Regions from separate parts of the Astyanax mexicanus genome. Here region 2 is linked to region 1. The links are chromatin contacts, called in public Hi-C maps. All regions are on one chromosome and are shown on one strand. The core of a region is the stretch at or near the end of the contact, and the rest is flanking DNA. Distances in the headings are between cores, read along the strand shown. Region 1 holds the start of pip4k2aa (phosphatidylinositol-5-phosphate 4-kinase, type II, alpha a). Region 2 overlaps pip4k2aa (phosphatidylinositol-5-phosphate 4-kinase, type II, alpha a).

Region 1 (4,278 bases), core at 897-3,396:
TCTGGAATATAATCAAGAGAAAGACCAAGCTGGAACTGCTAGATTTTTGCACCAGGAGTGGCATAAATTTATTCAAAAGCAGTGTGTAAGACTGGTGGAGGAGAACATGCCAAGACGCATAAAAACTGTGATTAAAAACCAGGGTTATTCCACCAAATATTGATTTCTGAACTCTCTGAACTATGAATATGAACTTGTTTTCTTTGCATTATTTGAGGTCTGAAAGCTGTGCATCTTTTTTGTTATTTTAGCCATTTCTCATTTTCTGCAAATAAATGCTCTAAATAAAATTTGTTTTATTTGCAGTTTTGGAGAAATGTTGTCGGTAGTTTATAAAACAAAACTACAATGTTCATTTTACTCAAAATTAACTGATTCAGAAACTGAAGTGGTCTCTTATTTTTTTCCACAGCTCTATGTTAGTAGAGCAAAAATAAATAAAATGTGTCTTTTGGTCTCTGCCTGCATCCCTGTGCTATTAAGGGACAATTTTAAAGTCACTGGTGACTTCTAGTGAAATCTTAAGCCTCTGTGGCATAATGTTTGCCCACAGGCAACAAACTACATTTTGTGGTTATTACACGTTTTCCCTCCTTATATAGATACCTAGCTGTGTTACTTATATTTAATATATGTTACTTATATTTATATTTATTTAATTGTATGGCGTATCTACATCCAATACAATGAGTCAGACCGCTATAGACAAATTTACTCGAGCGAAAATCTCACACGCGTGACACCTACAGTATGTGACAGCCTTAACCCTCACAATAAACCAGACCGGTGTGCTGCTGTGAATTCAGCACAATCAATTCCAAATTTCACCTCATTAACACCGGACTGCCCGTTTCAGTAAGCAATATGGCTATTTTGCAGAACAACAAAACATCACAGTGTCCTTTATTTCTCCAGCGGCTCGTTGACTGCTGTCAGATATTAAAATATAGCTATAGCATAACTCAGATGGAAGGATTAGGAGGGCAGCCCTGTGTGATTCATGAACCTGACTGTGTGTCCAGAATAGAAAGCACACGGTCCGTGTCGGGTTCATGAGGGAGCTGGACAGCTCGGATATTTTCCAAATCAACCCAAAAGAGTGTAATTGATGATAAAACCGCCACTTACCGAATGGTTGACTCCCCACATCAGCACACTGAGCAGAGGGTCGCTGGCACGAAACAGCTTGACTTTCTGAGCCACGAAGTGCTTCTTCTTCGTTTTTGTTTTGCTCGCAATCGAGGCGGCTATGCTGCTAGCTGTTGCCATCCTTGCTTTTTAGCTATTCAATCCTGCAATAAATAAACTAGCAAGCTGGTTAGCTAACTAACCACACTGTGCCAAAGTCCTCTAGAGAAAGCCAGTGGAGCTCAGACTGCCCTCTCAGTAGATAGTTAGTTAATTGGCACTTGGCATTGCTGGGCGAAGCCAACTCACCGCCTAACGTAAGCTAGCGTTAGATTGGGTTATATATATTAAAAACAAGAATGCTATCTAAATAAATAACTAGCTAACTAACTAGCCGGTTATTAAATACATGAGCAATAAGCACGAACACACAGCTACAGCTCCCTCTCTCTCTCTCTCCAGCCCTCGTCCCCCGCAGTCCGCACCCCAGCTGTGGGCCAGCAGCGCAGTGAGCTAGCTGGCTAGCCCCGCTGGCTAGCTACAACATCCAAATAAGCGCTAGCTTAGCTAAACCGACAACCTCCGCAATTCCGCCATAAGAGGCGAGCTACAGCTCAGGTTGAGTGCCAGCGTGTGTCCGCAGTCGAAAACCAGAAACCCGCGGGTCCAAACTAAGCCGTACCAGCGGTCCCACCCGGCGCTAGCGCCGTTAGCCAGCTAGCACCTCCGCTAGCTAGCGTCACCCCAGCAGCAGCAGCAGAGCAGCAGTCAGCGGTGACAGGCTAACAGGCTAAAGAGCAGCGGAGAGCTGCTGGATTTCGTCTAAAAGCGCGGCCGCTCCTCCCTCTCTAACCCGCCTGTCTCCCTTTACAGCGCAGCGGTGCTGCAGAAGTGTAAAACGCGGAATAAATCGATTTAAACGTACGTGACGCTACACAGCTCAAATATAAAATCTGTTCGTGTTTAGCTGCTGTGAGCTAGCTGGGGTTCCGGCCCCGCTCAGTGCTGCCCCCTACCGACCGCAGCAGGGGCGGCGATATAACAACTGTCAGGTCAATGCTGGGCTCCAGTATATTCTTATACATACACGCTGTTATTTAGATCAGCGCTGTTCTCAGACTGATACATATTACAGCTCTCACGTTTTACAATACCTCTACCCACTGCCCCCCCCGCCCCCCCTTAACTGTGACACTTAAAGGACTTACCAGCCTTATGCTTTCATTCTTCTATATTTGCCTTACTGTTTATACGGGCTCTGTTTATACTAGTATGCTGTCATTGCCTCTTTAATCCCCCTATCACTATTGCACTATTATCTTGTGTCTCTAGTCACACGTATGTCTATATCTGTGACCATGCAGTATTATAAATTTATTGTCTCTCATTCTTTAATTATTTATCATTTTATTTTGCTGTAACTTTCGGACAGAAAGTAGCACAATTTAAATCCTATGTATGTCCTGTAAATATGCAGCATTGACAGCAAAACTATTTGACTTCACTTGATCTTGATTTTTTAGTTGTTCAGTAGCAGTGCTGTATGGCCAAGACATGCTGTTTTTTTCATCTTAGCAATGACCTTATTACTGCACTTCACCTGTCAGACCTCTAATTCTTCTCATTACTGCTGAAACTCAGACATATTTGCCATGTGGGTCAATTTTTACCAATACCAATTTTTTTTCTAGTTTCCAAGAGTCTTTTAAAGGTGTAGGAAACATTACTCAATGTATTTTCTCTGAAGGAAATACTTCTATTTTTAATAGTTATAGAGTTTTCTGTGTTTCTGTATTTGTCTATTTATTATGATAAAAGTCCAAATGTGCTGTGTGTAAGTGTGTAAATGCTGCAGTAGAGACTCTGGTCCAGTACACACATTCTGGTCCAGTACAGTTCCTTCACTACAAACAACGGCTTTGTAAATTCTTTTTTTTTTATCTAATTTCAAAGATCAGTTTATTTCCATTGCTACCTCCCAGCTGTAAGCTGTTAATCAATGCATTGTTTGCTAAACATCCCCCCATCCTTTTTTTAAACAATGAACAATATACTGTTTTTTTTATTTATTTTGTTTTCAATGTACAAATTTTTTTACAATGCTGAAATTTATTTTTTTTCCAATTTTTAGGTCATTTGTTTTTTTAAAGACCCAGGAAGTTTATTGCAATTTTTTGTACGCTGGGATTTTGTACCTTGCACATTGTAATGGCATGTTTAGACATTAAATTGATCAAATTAAGACATTGTATTCTGTAAATGTGTAAACTGTATGTGTGTGTGGTCTACTGGAAACCACGGTTGTTGAACGTCTGACAGCAGCAGAAAAGAAGAACCAGCTGTAACTTAGTTTTGCCCTCTTTTGGTGACATTGATGACTTTAGTTCTCTAAAATATTTTAAGTTACAAATATGTCCAGTCTTGGAAAGTTGGCCTGCATATTTTTAAACTATTTTTTAACCCTTTTAATTAACTTCCTTATAATTCCCCCTTTTTCAAAGTGCACATTTGCTTGTTTAAATGTGTGATGTCCCAAACTTGTATTGTACATTATGTTGTTATTTTTATTGCAATATTAAAAAAATATATATGTCAGGTTATCATTGGTACAATAACAAGAAATACCAGTCTTGTGGTTCCAGTAATATAACAAAACAAAACCTAGTGATACTACTACTGCTTAAACTACTACTGCAAACATGAGCAACAACAATCATAATAATAATAAATTTTAAGCCTATAAAATAAGCACATTTTAGTTTGGTAAAAAATAAACATAATATAAAATAAATAACACAAGATGTAGTAATATTTAGCTTTTGAAGTCAGTAATATTTTGCATTTTGCAGACCTATTTTCTGGATCTCCCAACCCTGTGTACATAGAGAGCACAGATACATTGTGGTATTCTGTTTATAATATAATAAAAGAGTATAAAATAAAGGTATCTATAATAACATATGGTCTTTTAGATTACAGTGTCTTTGAAGTGAATGTGGTTAGAAAAACACCACTGAAGCAATTGTGAAGCATAACAATGTAAATCCATGACTCACTGAAGGCATACAGCTCAAAAGGAAAAAGCCCATTGAAAAAGCAGAAAAAAGACTGATGGTTCTGCACACGGTGAAATGATGCAGTAATGTAGAA
Region 2 (4,119 bases), core at 494-2,993, 39 kb before region 1:
CACAGCGCATTCAGTAATAGAGTGGGCTGAGCAGTGAGAAAGCTCAGGTGATTCCACGATGCTGTAACCAGCATATTTAAAACTCATTAAAAGCTGGTGGGACTGTGTTGGGAAATGTGTGGAGAAGACAAACAATCTCTACAGGACTTGTGTGAAGAATGTGTGGGAAGCAGTTTATTTAGAGCAGTCATTTAGGAACGAGTTACAAAAATAGGTCAGTAAGAAGGTACAGTGCTAAATACTTGTAGTCATCTGTATATTTATTATATTAGTATTTTGTTATTTAATTTTTGTGTCAGTGACAATTAAAAAAAAAGATATTTTTAGCAATTGTTTTTGCCTGCCAGTGTAGGAGCCAGGACATGATTTCAGACTGACTTTAAGGTACAGCCCAGACAGCTTCATAAGGATATCAGTTTCTAAGCTTTTAAATAACCAACGCTGGACAGGTCAAGACAAGTACAGGCTTTTTTCAAGTCATATGAAGCAAGTCACTGCAACCAATGCAATACCATTGGACAGCCAGACATGCTTAGAAACGAATGCTAAGAGCTAATTATGTTACACCAGGTAACAGATGCCTGTACTGACTAGCATCATGCTGAGTAATGGAGAGAAGGAGGGTTATCTGACCCACCAAGAGAGAGAAAGATAGAGTGCAAGGCCGATTATACTTCCTGGGACTCCTGGCAATGGATTGCTGTGGCATCACTGGGGATTACACCAGAGATCTTCCATTGATAGTCAATATTTAAAGGGGTCTATCCATATTAACATAATTCCTAAACTTTTTGTTTTGTCCTATAGAGTTTAAATTAAGGCTAAAAGTCATTACACTGATCAACTATATCATAACATTATCATGGATATCATCAGTATCATGACATACCAGACTAGACTGTTGCACATGTTGCACTGAGGAATGTTAAATGCTCAATCTGAAGCCCACTATCAGGCCTCACTCAAACTCTGATAATTCAAATCATCTTGCAATCGTCTTGCAAAATAAAATTTATACAGTTTCTGAATCAGTTTCTCTGATTTTATTATTTATAGGTATACATTGTTATTTACAATATATATTGTTGCTTAATTCTCCGGAGAACATTTAACCCCAAATTCCAAATAAAAATAGTCATTTAGAGCATTTATCAGATTTCAGACCCCAAATAATAGTGGTGTCATTTGTTCCAGACAAAATGGCGTACTACGATTGGAATTTTTGGCCATATCACCCATCTCTGATGAAAAAAAATATATATGATAACCACTATATCCCCATAGTTTAATGTGTAACACCAGCAGTTGCTAAACTTTAGCCCTCCGCTGATATATATATATATCTGTTTAGGGTGCATGAAGGGTTGACCAATTCTTAGGGGGACTCTGTTCTAAGAGGATGGGTTAGACTAAAGGTAGAGAAGTGGGATTGGGCCATAGACTAAGATAAGAACAAAGTCAGCCTCTACATTTAATTAGAAAACCAAACAGTCTATTTCTTTACACAAAAATTTCCAAAAATCCTCTGCATTCTACATGAGCACGCACACACAGTTAGTTATTCCAAGCACAACTTCAGACTGCACTCCTCCTAAACTCTGCAGCCTCTCTGCTCCTCATCAAACACGAGCCAGTCGACAAGCTGCTTAAATGACAGCCATCAGAGTGAATTCTCCTGCAGAGGAGGAAGAACAGAGTCTAATCCTCCTCGTGCCGCGCTGACAGTGACGGGACGCGAGCGTGCCAAGCAGAGTCTGCCACATCCAAAGCCACCTTTGGCAGCCGCTGTGAAGTAACAGCAGTGCGAGACATACGGCAGGTGAGAACAAACACAAGACCTGTCAGAAACCAGTTGCACATGGCTAAGAGCAGGGGTAAAAACGAGGAGAAAAGAAATACACAGTAACAAACCAAAGACCTGAGTCAAACATTCGTACCTGCTAATGATTATACAAGTCAGGGACATAGATTAAATCACGTTTACAATACAAAAATATGGAAACCTGTGCCAAACCAGGGGCTGGTATTAGTGCTTGAATAATCATATGAAAGAAACAAATGAAAAAAAGAAAACTTATTTTTTTTTTATTGAATCGGCAGTTTACTGCATGTTTAATAACATTAATATACAAAATGATATAAAAAAGTTCAAATAACATTAATATTCTTAATTAAGTTCTAATTTCAAGAATAAAGTTTTATTATGAAGTTCTAAGAACATCTGAATCAATAATGCTACTCTGAGATAATATCCAATATGATTTTTTTTTTTTACTGTGGTTTGATCAAGAAAATACCTTTACATTAACAGGCTATTTTAAAAAATAAAACATGGTTAGTATGCCAACTGTTGAGTGCATGTACTGTGAACTGAGCTGAGTTGGATGTGCATGGCTGCATGTGAGAGAGAGAGAGCAAGCGAGTGTCTGATCAGTCTTGAGTAGGAGTTTTGGCAACACTGAAGGCTTTGTACAGCTTGGAGAGAAGTTAAGGACAGCACAGGGATTAGACGGACTGTGTGTGGGGGGTGGACGGGGTTGAGGGGAATGACGGGATTAAAATAGGAGTCTGCTGAACTCACACCACCTCTGACCACCTGGGGCCTAAATCCATGCCACAACCAGCTGAGTTACAGCACGGGTACATGTAGGGGGTAAAATAGCAACCATATTTAAACCATCAGCGCATCTATTATTACATAGTTGCACTGGTGGAAGCCAGGGGTGGACCATAATATGAACAGTGGCTTTTCATAGCATTTTGAAGGAGCATTTTGTTTGACAATAAGCTAAGTGTGAACTGAATAAGTGAGCAGCCCTTACCCTTCGCTAATTTCATTACTGTTCACATCACATTGTGTAATGCAGTGGCATTACTAAATAACAAATATTCGACACTCATATTTTGAGAAAGTCAAATGTTTATCATCAACATTGTTGATCATGTCGATTAATTGCTGCAGCCCTACAGAGAATCAAAAACGTGGTTATAGCCACCCAAAGTTCATTGATGTGCAAGGGCCGCGAAAGCTAGCCTGTCTGGTCAAATTCCACAAAAGAGAAAATAGTTAGTGTTGGCCATACCTTGAGGTGTCAGAGGCTTTATGGCAGTGGCTTAATTCATTCTAGTGAATCACATTTTATTTACATATTACACATATGTACACTTTAAACATATATGCTACATCACAGTACCAAAAAAATTCTATGCTATGCTTTGCTATTTAACAAGTGTAGCTCTACCACAGATACCATAGCAACACCTTAGCAACCACCTAGCAACAACATAGCAACCACTACAGATACCTTAGCAACCACTTTGGCAACATCATAGTAAACAACGGGAGCCATTTTAACTGTGCAACCATCCTGTGTTTTCTCCAATAATTGCACTTTTCTAGTTTAACAAGTGTACAAAGATACATTAATCAGCCAATACTAAAATGTATATTTTCCCACAGTGCCTCCATACAGCTTTGCAACGGCAAGACCTAGACTCCACCTGACATAAACAGCATTCTTTTTTTTTTTTTTTAGCTCTCCTCTGGTGTCTTTTGTAAAAGCTTAATTTTCAAATTTTTCAGTGTTTCCTGATAATTGTTTGGGATGGGATGCTTTTTATCTTCTACTTTATTCAGGCACAGCTATACTACACTGGATCCATCCTGTTTATTCTCCTCCCAGAAGCGTAACACACCTTAACTGTAGGTCCTGGCAGCTTGAAACGTGTCAAAAACCACTCCCACAGCACCAATGTGTGAAGCAATCTTATGAAACCATCTGTTGGCTTGCTCCACTACCACGCTATCTGAACAGAGATAAAATATGCCAACCTCATATGAGACGCTTCTTCTGCGTATCCAGCGTTATGCAAGAAAACAGGATGCATAGGTATGCTCTGAAGAACTTTACCCCAAACATGTTCCACTTCTACATACCAGAGAAACTGCATTTAAAAAGCAAGACTAAAAACAACACTAGGAACTTAATCAGCAAAGCTACAATAAAAACCTTAAAGATAAAGGTACCAGCGTCTTTGCAAGTAAGATAATTTTTTCCATTTACAGTGTATCATTTCTTTCACTGTTTCACAATATTAATGAGCTGGGCAGGAAACCAC

What was found. Hi-C and Micro-C count contacts between places; a contact is called where the count stands out from the background.
Region 2: a Hi-C map of muscle shows a contact between it and region 1, with 14 times the contacts expected there. The contact joins the enhancer-like site here to the promoter of pip4k2aa in region 1. A contact is called at or near these places in 3 of 3 Hi-C or Micro-C datasets (blood and muscle).

What each region holds. Positions count from the first base shown.
Region 1 is chr1:92,184,261-92,188,538 of AstMex3_surface, reverse strand. It overlaps pip4k2aa (phosphatidylinositol-5-phosphate 4-kinase, type II, alpha a), which reads right to left and starts at 2,146. Exons shown (of 10, transcript XM_022683557.2): 1 at 1,129-2,146. The coding sequence starts at 1,269.
Region 2 is chr1:92,222,730-92,226,848 of AstMex3_surface, reverse strand. All of the region lies in intron 6 of pip4k2aa (phosphatidylinositol-5-phosphate 4-kinase, type II, alpha a), which reads right to left. Among protein-coding and RNA genes, the nearest start is that of skida1, 24 kb to the left of the region's middle. Within about 2 kb of position 1,743, the one cell type or tissue checked has an H3K27ac peak away from gene starts, as active enhancers do.